3 separate regions of the Sus scrofa genome follow, and regions 1 and 3 are each linked to region 2. Evidence: chromatin contacts called from public Hi-C data. All regions are on one chromosome and are shown on one strand. The core of a region is the stretch at or near the end of the contact, and the rest is flanking DNA. Distances in the headings are between cores, read along the strand shown. Region 1 holds the start of LOC100514656 (zinc finger protein 551). Region 2 holds the start of LOC100737756 (zinc finger protein 850-like). Region 3 holds the start of LOC100516085 (zinc finger protein 256).

Region 1 (2,700 bases), core at 155-2,654, 70 kb after region 2:
TTTTTTTTTTTTTCCGTTTTAGGGCCAAACCCACAGTACATGGAGGTTCCCAGGCTAGGGGTTGAATTGGAACTGTAGCCAGTGGCCTACACTACAGCCACAGCAATGCCAGATCCAAGCCGCGGTGACGACCTACACTATAGCTCAAAGCAACGCTAGATCCTTAACCCACTGATTGAGGCCAGGGATGGAAACTGCATGCTCATGAATATTGGTCATATTTGTTTCGTGGCAACTTGAAGGGAACTCCGAGTTCATGTCTTTTGAGTATGAGCTGCCTAGTCTCCTTACTCGGTGTCTTTTTTTTTTTTTTATAGGAAAGTAGGATTTATTGTTGAGCGTTAAGGAGGGGACAATGCCACCAAGGATCTCATGAGTGCAGGGCCTGGAATTTGCCCCGGGGGGCTGCGATTAGGGATGTATTTGACCCCACAGAGATTTTCTGCCACCATATTTTCAAATTCATCTGCATTGGCTTAGTAAATACCCACTCCTTAGAGATGTGGATCTTTTGGTGGCCAGGGAACTTGAACTTGGCTCTGCACAGTGCCTCAATCACATGCTCCTTATGCTGCAGCTTGATGTGGATGGACATTATGACTTGGCCAATGTGGACTCTGGCCACCGTGCCCTGGGGCTTTCCAAAGGCACTGTGCATGCCTGTCTGGAGCCTAGATTGGGACAGCATGCCAGTCATGAATGTCCATTGGAAAGGGCTGTCCCCAAGATCCCTTAGGGCAACCTGTACAGGCAACAGGCTGAATACACTACCAAGGAGGCTGTTTTTTGCAGCCTTTGCACACCGGGGCCTCATAGAGAAAAGAGCACGGTTGGCTTAATTGGCTGCCCTTACTCGGTGTCTTCACCATGATAGATTGGATTTGCTGAGTCAGGTGTTCCAACCCAATTTTGGTTTGTTAAGAACAGTAGTTTGTATTTCTTAATCTCATACCCGTGTCATACCTCCTACTATGAAGTCTTCATTAGCTTCTCCTACCAATGGCCACATATTGTTTCTCAATCACTAGGTATGATATGTGCGTTTGGATGTGTGTCCTCTGGAGCATCCAAAAAGATATGTTTGGTCTCAGGGAGCACGATGAACTTCACAGAGTGTGAACTAAACCTCTCAAACAAGGTTGAACATCTGCAGGCAGCACAACAGTCCCTCAGAAAACTGAACTCTGCGCCTTTAAGAATGGACAATTTCCCCTTCTAAATCCTGGGCCCGGGAGACTCCATTTCCCAGCGCCTCTCGCGGGTCCAAGATTATTGCATAGTGGCCCTGTGGGAGCGCCGTAGCCCTGGCGTGAGAACTACGTGGCCCAGAGTGCTCGGCGTCGATCGGCAGCCTCACTGAGCCAATGAAGGCTCAGAATAGAGGCGATTCCGTGCGTGTCACTCGCGTGGGCGGGACTTCCGGCGTCCTCCTCCGGGCGGTCATTTTGGCTGCTCGGGTGTGTTCATCCCTACAGAAGTTCGGGAGCGCTGAGTCGGGGCGGCCAGCACAGGACCGAGGAAGGGTCAGAGGCGTCTTTGTTCCAGCTGCACAAAGGCGAGTGTGAGGCTCGGCCGCGGCGTCGCGCGAGATGATACGCACCCGGGCCGGTTTAAGGACCGCCGGCCCTCTTCCTGCCCCGTTCCGTCCACAGGCCTGGATGGCGGCGGCCGCGCCGATGGACCCGGTTCAGGTAAGCGTGTCCTGCCGGCCCTCACCCCAGGAAACGCTAAAGCCCCGAGTGTTCTCGTTCCCGCAGCCAAGGCCTCGGTGTCCAGGACGGTTCGGCGTTTCTGACAGCGGCTGCGAATAAATGTAACCCTTGAGTTTTCCTGTTTAACTTCACTACCGGGAGTGTGATTAGATGTGCGAGAGGGTTACGGGCCCAGGAACCAGCATGTGCCAAGGCTCGGAGTTGGGACTGAGCCGTGAGAACTCGGAAAACCTGGGGTCCGCTGTGCCCGGCTGGGGAAAAGTTTGAGGCGGAGTCTCGCCTGGACTAGCCGGCTGAGGGTACTACTTATGTTCCCAGGACTCTTGAGAGCTATGGAGAATTTTTAAACCAAGGAAGCACGCGAACTGCAGTAAGTTTTTAAGTTTTCCAAAGGTTCTGTAACGGAGGAACAGACTGAAGGAGGGGAATGAAGACGTTGGGGCACAGGAGGTTGGATCTTTGTTTAGGTACCCAGAGCTGGTAAGGTGAGACATGGAGGCACAGGAGGTAGACATCCAGCCCTAGTTCACTAGGCTCACGGGCCAGGCATGGGTACCCAGGGGCCTGAGGCCGTTGAAACGCGGTGTGAATATATGGTTGTCACTATCCGTCATCTGTCTCTCAAAACGTGGCTGCGGAAGTGCTTATGGAACCTGCATAGGTATGTGTTGGGTGTTTCCTGCTCTTACTGTTCCCTACCCTCACCCACATACTCTCTGTATTATGGTGTCCTGGAATTTTTTACATTTCATTCCTCTAGACCTTCGATCTGGGGACTCTGCAGAAACCTCAAGCCCAGGGGCTCGGGTCAGTACCAAGGATTATATGGAGGTATTTCCATTTCTGGCACCTGATGTAGACAAGTGTGGAAAGTTTATCCCAGTACCAGGGAGGGAAAAATGCTCAGAGGTAAAGCTCAGCTGGAATCATTAAGGTCTTCTTTCTTGTAAGAGCAAAGGAGCAGGAGGACGTGACTCAGAACTGGAAT
Region 2 (2,700 bases), core at 87-2,586:
GCCACTCCCGCAGCATATGGAGGTTCCCAGGCTAGGGGTCGAATCGTAGCTGTAGCCACCGGCCTACACCAGAGCCACAGCAACGCGGGATCCGAACTGCGTCTGCAACCTACACTATAGCTCACGGCAACGCCAGATCATTAACCCACTGAGCAAGGGCAGGGACCGAACCCGAAACCTCATGGTTCCTAGTCAGATTCGTTAAGCACTGCGCCACGACGGGAACTCCTATGGCTGCTTTGGTGTTCAGTGTTACCACCTAAGAAAATTGACTCACAGATTCTGAAAAACTTACGTTTACCAAAGGAGACAGGTTTGGAAGGGAAGGATGGGCTAGGAGTTTGCAGTGGGAATGTTGTAAAATTAGGTTGTGATGATGGTTGTACAACTATAAATATAATAAAATTCATTGAATTTTTTTTAAAAGAAAGAAACTTGGAGACGGAGTTTCGGGTGAAGTAGAAAGGAGTAGATTTTAGACCACAGCAGGATAATGTCATGAAGATGATACCCTCATTTGGGAGAGAAGATGAAGTGGTCTCATAATTTTGGGAGTAGAAAATGGACCACAGATAAGGATCAGGGTAGATGCAAGCTCTCATTCTTCTTCAAAGCTGGTGTCAGGCAGTCCAGGGACACATTCTGGTGGTCCTTGAGATTACCGCACAGTGACTTTCTTTCCGGATTAAAAAATGCTTAATCAAGTAGTAACATTTTCCATTCTTTGGGAGTTTGAGTTCAGTAGAAAACCTCAAAGATGTTGTCATGCGCATCCCTTAAGGTGGAATCAGGACCTGACCCAGGGATGTACTCTTGTTTGTCAGCTGCTCCTCCCTCCTTTCCCTGATTAAACACTATTTGAATTTACCCTTTGGAACACAGGGACTGCCATGGAGGCTGAATGAAGCCTTTTCCTACAAACCAAAATGGGGGACACCGGAACGCTTTTGTGACCAGGAGCCCCATAGGGTCCTGCTGGGTTTCATTACTCTGTGCAGTGATGGAGCATTGAGATCAGTCTATTTGGGCATATCTCAAATAACAATTTTATTTCCTGGGCTGGCCTTCACGGAGTATGAAACTATGTCTTTCTCCTGCAGTTCACAAGGAAAGTCCCTCCCTTGTTAGACGTAGGATGACCACCGTCAAGCACTCCCTACGGTAGTGCAGGGAGGATGCTCTTGTAGTCAAGATGGAGCACACCCGTGCGCGGGAGAGGTGGGGTGGTCGTCTCTGGAGCTCTAGGAACTACTTTACCCAGAAGATCAAGCGTCGAGTTGAGCCAATGAAAGATCAGATAAAGGTATTTTTGTGCGTGCGCATGTCGTCGGGGCGGGACTTCCGGCGTCCTCCTCCAGGCAGCCATTTTTATTGCTTTCGTGTGTTTTCTGGCTCCGGGGCTCTGTACCGGCACCGGGTTTCGGGACCGAGGAGTCTGAGTGGCGGCGCAGTCTCCGCTCCTCAGAGGCGGGCCTCAGGCTCGGTGACGCCGCCTGGAGGACCCCGCGTCAGGCCGGTACCCGTGCCCCCCTCCGCTCCCGCCGCTCCGTTCACAGAGTCAGATGGCGGCGGCCGCCCTGAGGGACAAGCCTCAGGTAAACGCTGGTCCTCCGGGCCCTCACCGCCCTCACCCCGCCAGACCCTATAGCCCCGAGTGCGGGGCGTCTTCTCACGTGCCTGACGTCCAGGCTCCGGTGTCCGGGACGGCGAGGCGGTCGTGGGTGAGGCCCTCTTTCTGATCAACTCTGTGATGGCGCGTGGGAAAGGGTACGGGTGGAGGGAGCCGCAGGTGCAAAGGCTTGGAGATCGGGCAGAGCCCCGAGGATTCGGGAAACCTGGGGCCCATCTGATGTCTGCAGTAAATGCAGCGTGTGGGGTGGAGTGACGCCTGGACTGTCTGACAGGTTCTTTTATCCTGAGGGTCCTGGAAGCCGTGGAGGGTAGGCAACAGAAGAGTTTAAGAACCTGTATTAGGTTTCAAAAGTTTTCAAAAAGCCGATCAAAGAGAATTAACTGAAATGGTGAAAAGGACTGTGCGGCACAGAGAGCTGTAGGAAGCAGCACCGAAGACTGAGGCTTGGAGGTTAGTCGGTTAGCCCAAGGCCACCAGGATTCAGGGCTGGGCTTCGAAACAGGGGAGGCCTGACCTTACCTGTAGCCAAGCCTTAGTTGCTTTCCCCATTCCACAGGTTCTGAAGGCAGGAAAGCACGTAGGAAATCTACACAAGGAGAGTGTCCCAGTCCTTCAGTGGCCTTGGCACCACCCACACGTTGTCTGGGGCTGTGGTGTCTTGAACCTCTTCCCTTGCCGTTTTCACTCCTTTTGGGTGGAGTGACCGTGGGGATACCTCAAGCCCAGGGCCTTGAGTGCAGGCCAAGGGTCAGTGGAGGTGTTCTTCTTTCTGTCAGGCAGTGTAAACACATGTGAAAGGTTATGTCTCGAAGAGATACCCACATGTGCCAATGCTTGGAATCATGATTCTGGTGGAGACAGGGTACAACCAGTCTCCATTCTTTTTATTAGGAACAAAGAGCTGAGGGTTAAGAATCAGGCCCGTAATGTGCCTGTGCAGAATTTGGGCATTTGTTTTGGAGGTAATGAGAAGTTTGGATGAGAAGAGATTATTCTTACCCATGTGTTAGTAGGTTCCATGGCTGCAGAGAAGAGACTGTGGGAGCAAGACAGGAGGCAGGGAGCCC
Region 3 (2,788 bases), core at 202-2,701, 83 kb before region 2:
TGGCTTGGCTCATCTCCAAAAATGGATCCAGAATCTAACCACTTCTTTAAAAAAATTTTTTTATTATAACTTAGAGTATTGTGTCAATTTCTGCTGTGCAGCAAAGTGACCCAGTCATACATTCATACATATATATATATTCTTTTTCTCACATCATCTTCCATCATGTTCTACCCCAAGAGATTGGACATAGTTCCCTGTGCTGTATAGTAGGAGAATTCAACCACTTCTTGCACGTTCTATTTGATCAACATTCACCCAAGCTACTTGCAATTACATTTTCCTATGTTTCCTGACTCTTCCCTTACCCCATAGTTTGTTCTCTTCCCTGCAAGCCAGAGGGAGCCTGTTGAGGGGCTGGGTAAGACCACATCCCAACTGCAATCCAAGCCTCAAATCCCTGTGTGATAGGTGACCAACTTTTCATGCAGCAACACTGCAGGCCTGACTCTGGCCCCGCTGCATCTTGCTCCTAGCAGAAAGGAGAATCGCTATACCCCTGTCCCGGCTCAACCCGACCTCCAAGTCTTTGCACCTGCGGGTCCCCCAACCTATAACCTTTCCCACGCGACATCACACTGTCCATCAGAAATAGGGCCCCATCCACGACCGCTTCGTTTTTCTGGACACTGGGGTCTGTGCTGCAGGCACGGGAGCAGGCGCCCCGCACTCGGGGCTTCAGTGTCTGTTGGGGTGAGGGCGGGGAAGGCCTGAGGACGAGTATTTACCTGAGGCGGGTCCCACAGCACCGTCGCCGCCATCGGGCTCTGTGGGCGGAGCTGAGCCGGGAGCAGCGGGAGAGGAGGGGCGCGGGCACCGCAGTCGGTATCCCACGCGGGTGTGGGACGCTCCGGGCGGCGTCGCAGAACCTCAGACCCGCCTCTTTGCCGCCCGAGCTGTGCCTCCTCTCGGACTTTAAAGGCCTCGTCACCTCTTACCGGCACCGGTACCCGAAGCCTTTGAATTGTGAAAAAGCTCGAGCATATTCAAAATGACGCCCACAACGTGGATGCCGGAAGTCCCGCCCTGACGCTGTTGGCTCACACGGAAACGCAACTTCAGTTAACCTAATTGGCTGATCGACTCAGCCACCCATCGCACAGCCTTCTGGGTAATGTATTTTCCCCAGATCTGCACGCGTAGTCCACGATGTTCCATCTCAGATAACCTGGAGAAAAGGGGACGCTGTACCTGGAGGGTTGCTGGGAACGCTATTCCAAAGACTGAGGAGGGGCGTGGCTTCTTCCTAAAGAGGGTGCGCTCAGATGTTTGAGGACTGTTATCTGTAACTAATGACCCAAGTGTTTGGACATAGCATTTCAGACTCTTTGAAGCTCTCAGCGTGTTCTCAAGATCTAAAAGAGGACCTTCTGGAGTTCCCGTCGTGGCACAGTGATTAACGAATCCGACTAGGAACCATGAGGTTGCGGGTTTGGTCCCTGGCCTTGCCCAGTGGGTTGGGGATCCGGCGTTGCCGTGAGCTGTGGTGTAGGTCGCATTCGCGGCTCAGATCCCGCGTTGCTGTGGCTTTGGCGTAGGCTGGTGGCTACAGCTCCGATTTGACCCCTAGCCTGGGAACCTACATATGCTGCGGGAGCGGACCTAGAAAAGTCAAAAAGACAAAAATAAATAAATAAATAAACAAACAAACAAACGAGTACCTTCTGAGATGCCCTCAAATCCGTCAACCCAAATGTACATACCATTGAAGAATCATTTAGACACATAACGAAGCCATTGGAAATTGCAGCTAATAAACAATACTGTCTGAGTATGTTTGGTAAAGACAAATAAAAACCTCAGAAAATGTAGTGATAATGAAAATCGAAGAAGGCTGTTGGGCCACCTTGAAGGAGTACAAAGATGGGTCTCTGACAATACATTGTTCAATACATTGAGCAAAACGTTTATCAACTTTAGTATATCATACTTCTATCCTGACATATATTCAATTCCTTTCTGAATCTGACCTCAATCTCAAAACAAGAACAGCAAAACAAATGGCATTTTTGTATGAGACAATGGCTGCAGTGTTTTGCAGTACTCCATCATTATTTTTCATTTTATGTTTGGTCTTATTTAATCTACCCCATGCATTTCAGTATACCATTTTATCCATAGTCTCAGACGTCCTATATTTTAATGTATAAACTCTCCAAAATGTCTTTCTAAAATGTAAGGATTCTGGGACTTCCCGTTGTGGTGCAGCTGAAATGAATCCAACAAGGAACCATGAGGTTGCGGTTTCGATCCCTGGCCTCATTCGGTGGGTTCAGGATCTGCCATTGCAGTGACCGGTGGTATGGGTCTCAGATGTGGCTCGGATCTGGCGTTGCTGTGGCTGTGGTGTAGGCCAGCAGCTGTAGCTCCTATTGGACCCCTAGCCTGGGAACCTCCATATGTTGTGAGTGTGGCCCTAAAAAGGAAATAATAATAAAAATAATAACAATTATTATTATTATTTTATTATGGGGAGTTCCCGTTGTGGCTCAGTGGTAAAAAACCCGACTAGTATCCATGAGGGTGTGGATTTGATCCCTGGCCTCGCTCAGTGGGTTAAGGATTCGACATTGCCATTACCTGTGGTGTAGGTCTCAGATGCAGCTCAGAACCAGTGTTGCTGTGGCTGTGGCGTAGGCCAGCAGCTGTAGCTCCTATTGGACCCCTACCATAGGACCCACCATATGCCGCAGGAGCAGACCTAGAAAGCAAAAATAAATAATAAATAGTAGGCTCAGAAGGAAATCAAGAAAGGCATCCTGGATTCAAAGCCATCATTTTGTGCCTG

Evidence for each region. Hi-C and Micro-C count contacts between places; a contact is called where the count stands out from the background.
Region 1: a Hi-C map of skeletal muscle shows a contact between it and region 2, with 6 times the contacts expected there. The contact joins the promoter of LOC100514656 here to the promoter of LOC100737756 in region 2. A contact is called at or near these places in 1 of 5 promoter capture datasets (liver), 7 of 47 Hi-C or Micro-C datasets (epiblast stem cells, heart right ventricle, liver and 1 more) and 1 of 2 datasets of contacts at active chromatin or transcription factors (alveolar macrophages).
Region 3: a Hi-C map of skeletal muscle shows a contact between it and region 2, with 5 times the contacts expected there. The contact joins the promoter of LOC100516085 here to the promoter of LOC100737756 in region 2. A contact is called at or near these places in 3 of 47 Hi-C or Micro-C datasets (heart right ventricle, liver and skeletal muscle).

What each region holds. Positions count from the first base shown.
Region 1 is chr6:62,415,804-62,418,503 of Sscrofa11.1, reverse strand. It overlaps LOC100514656 (zinc finger protein 551), which reads left to right and starts at 1,404. Exons shown (of 5, transcript XM_021095151.1): 1 at 1,404-1,691.
Region 2 is chr6:62,485,337-62,488,036 of Sscrofa11.1, reverse strand. It overlaps LOC100737756 (zinc finger protein 850-like), which reads left to right and starts at 1,336. Exons shown (of 3, transcript XM_021095140.1): 1 at 1,336-1,595. The coding sequence starts at 1,563.
Region 3 is chr6:62,568,309-62,571,096 of Sscrofa11.1, reverse strand. It overlaps LOC100516085 (zinc finger protein 256), which reads right to left and starts at 1,451. Exons shown (of 3, transcript XM_013998882.2): 1 at 729-1,451. The coding sequence starts at 761.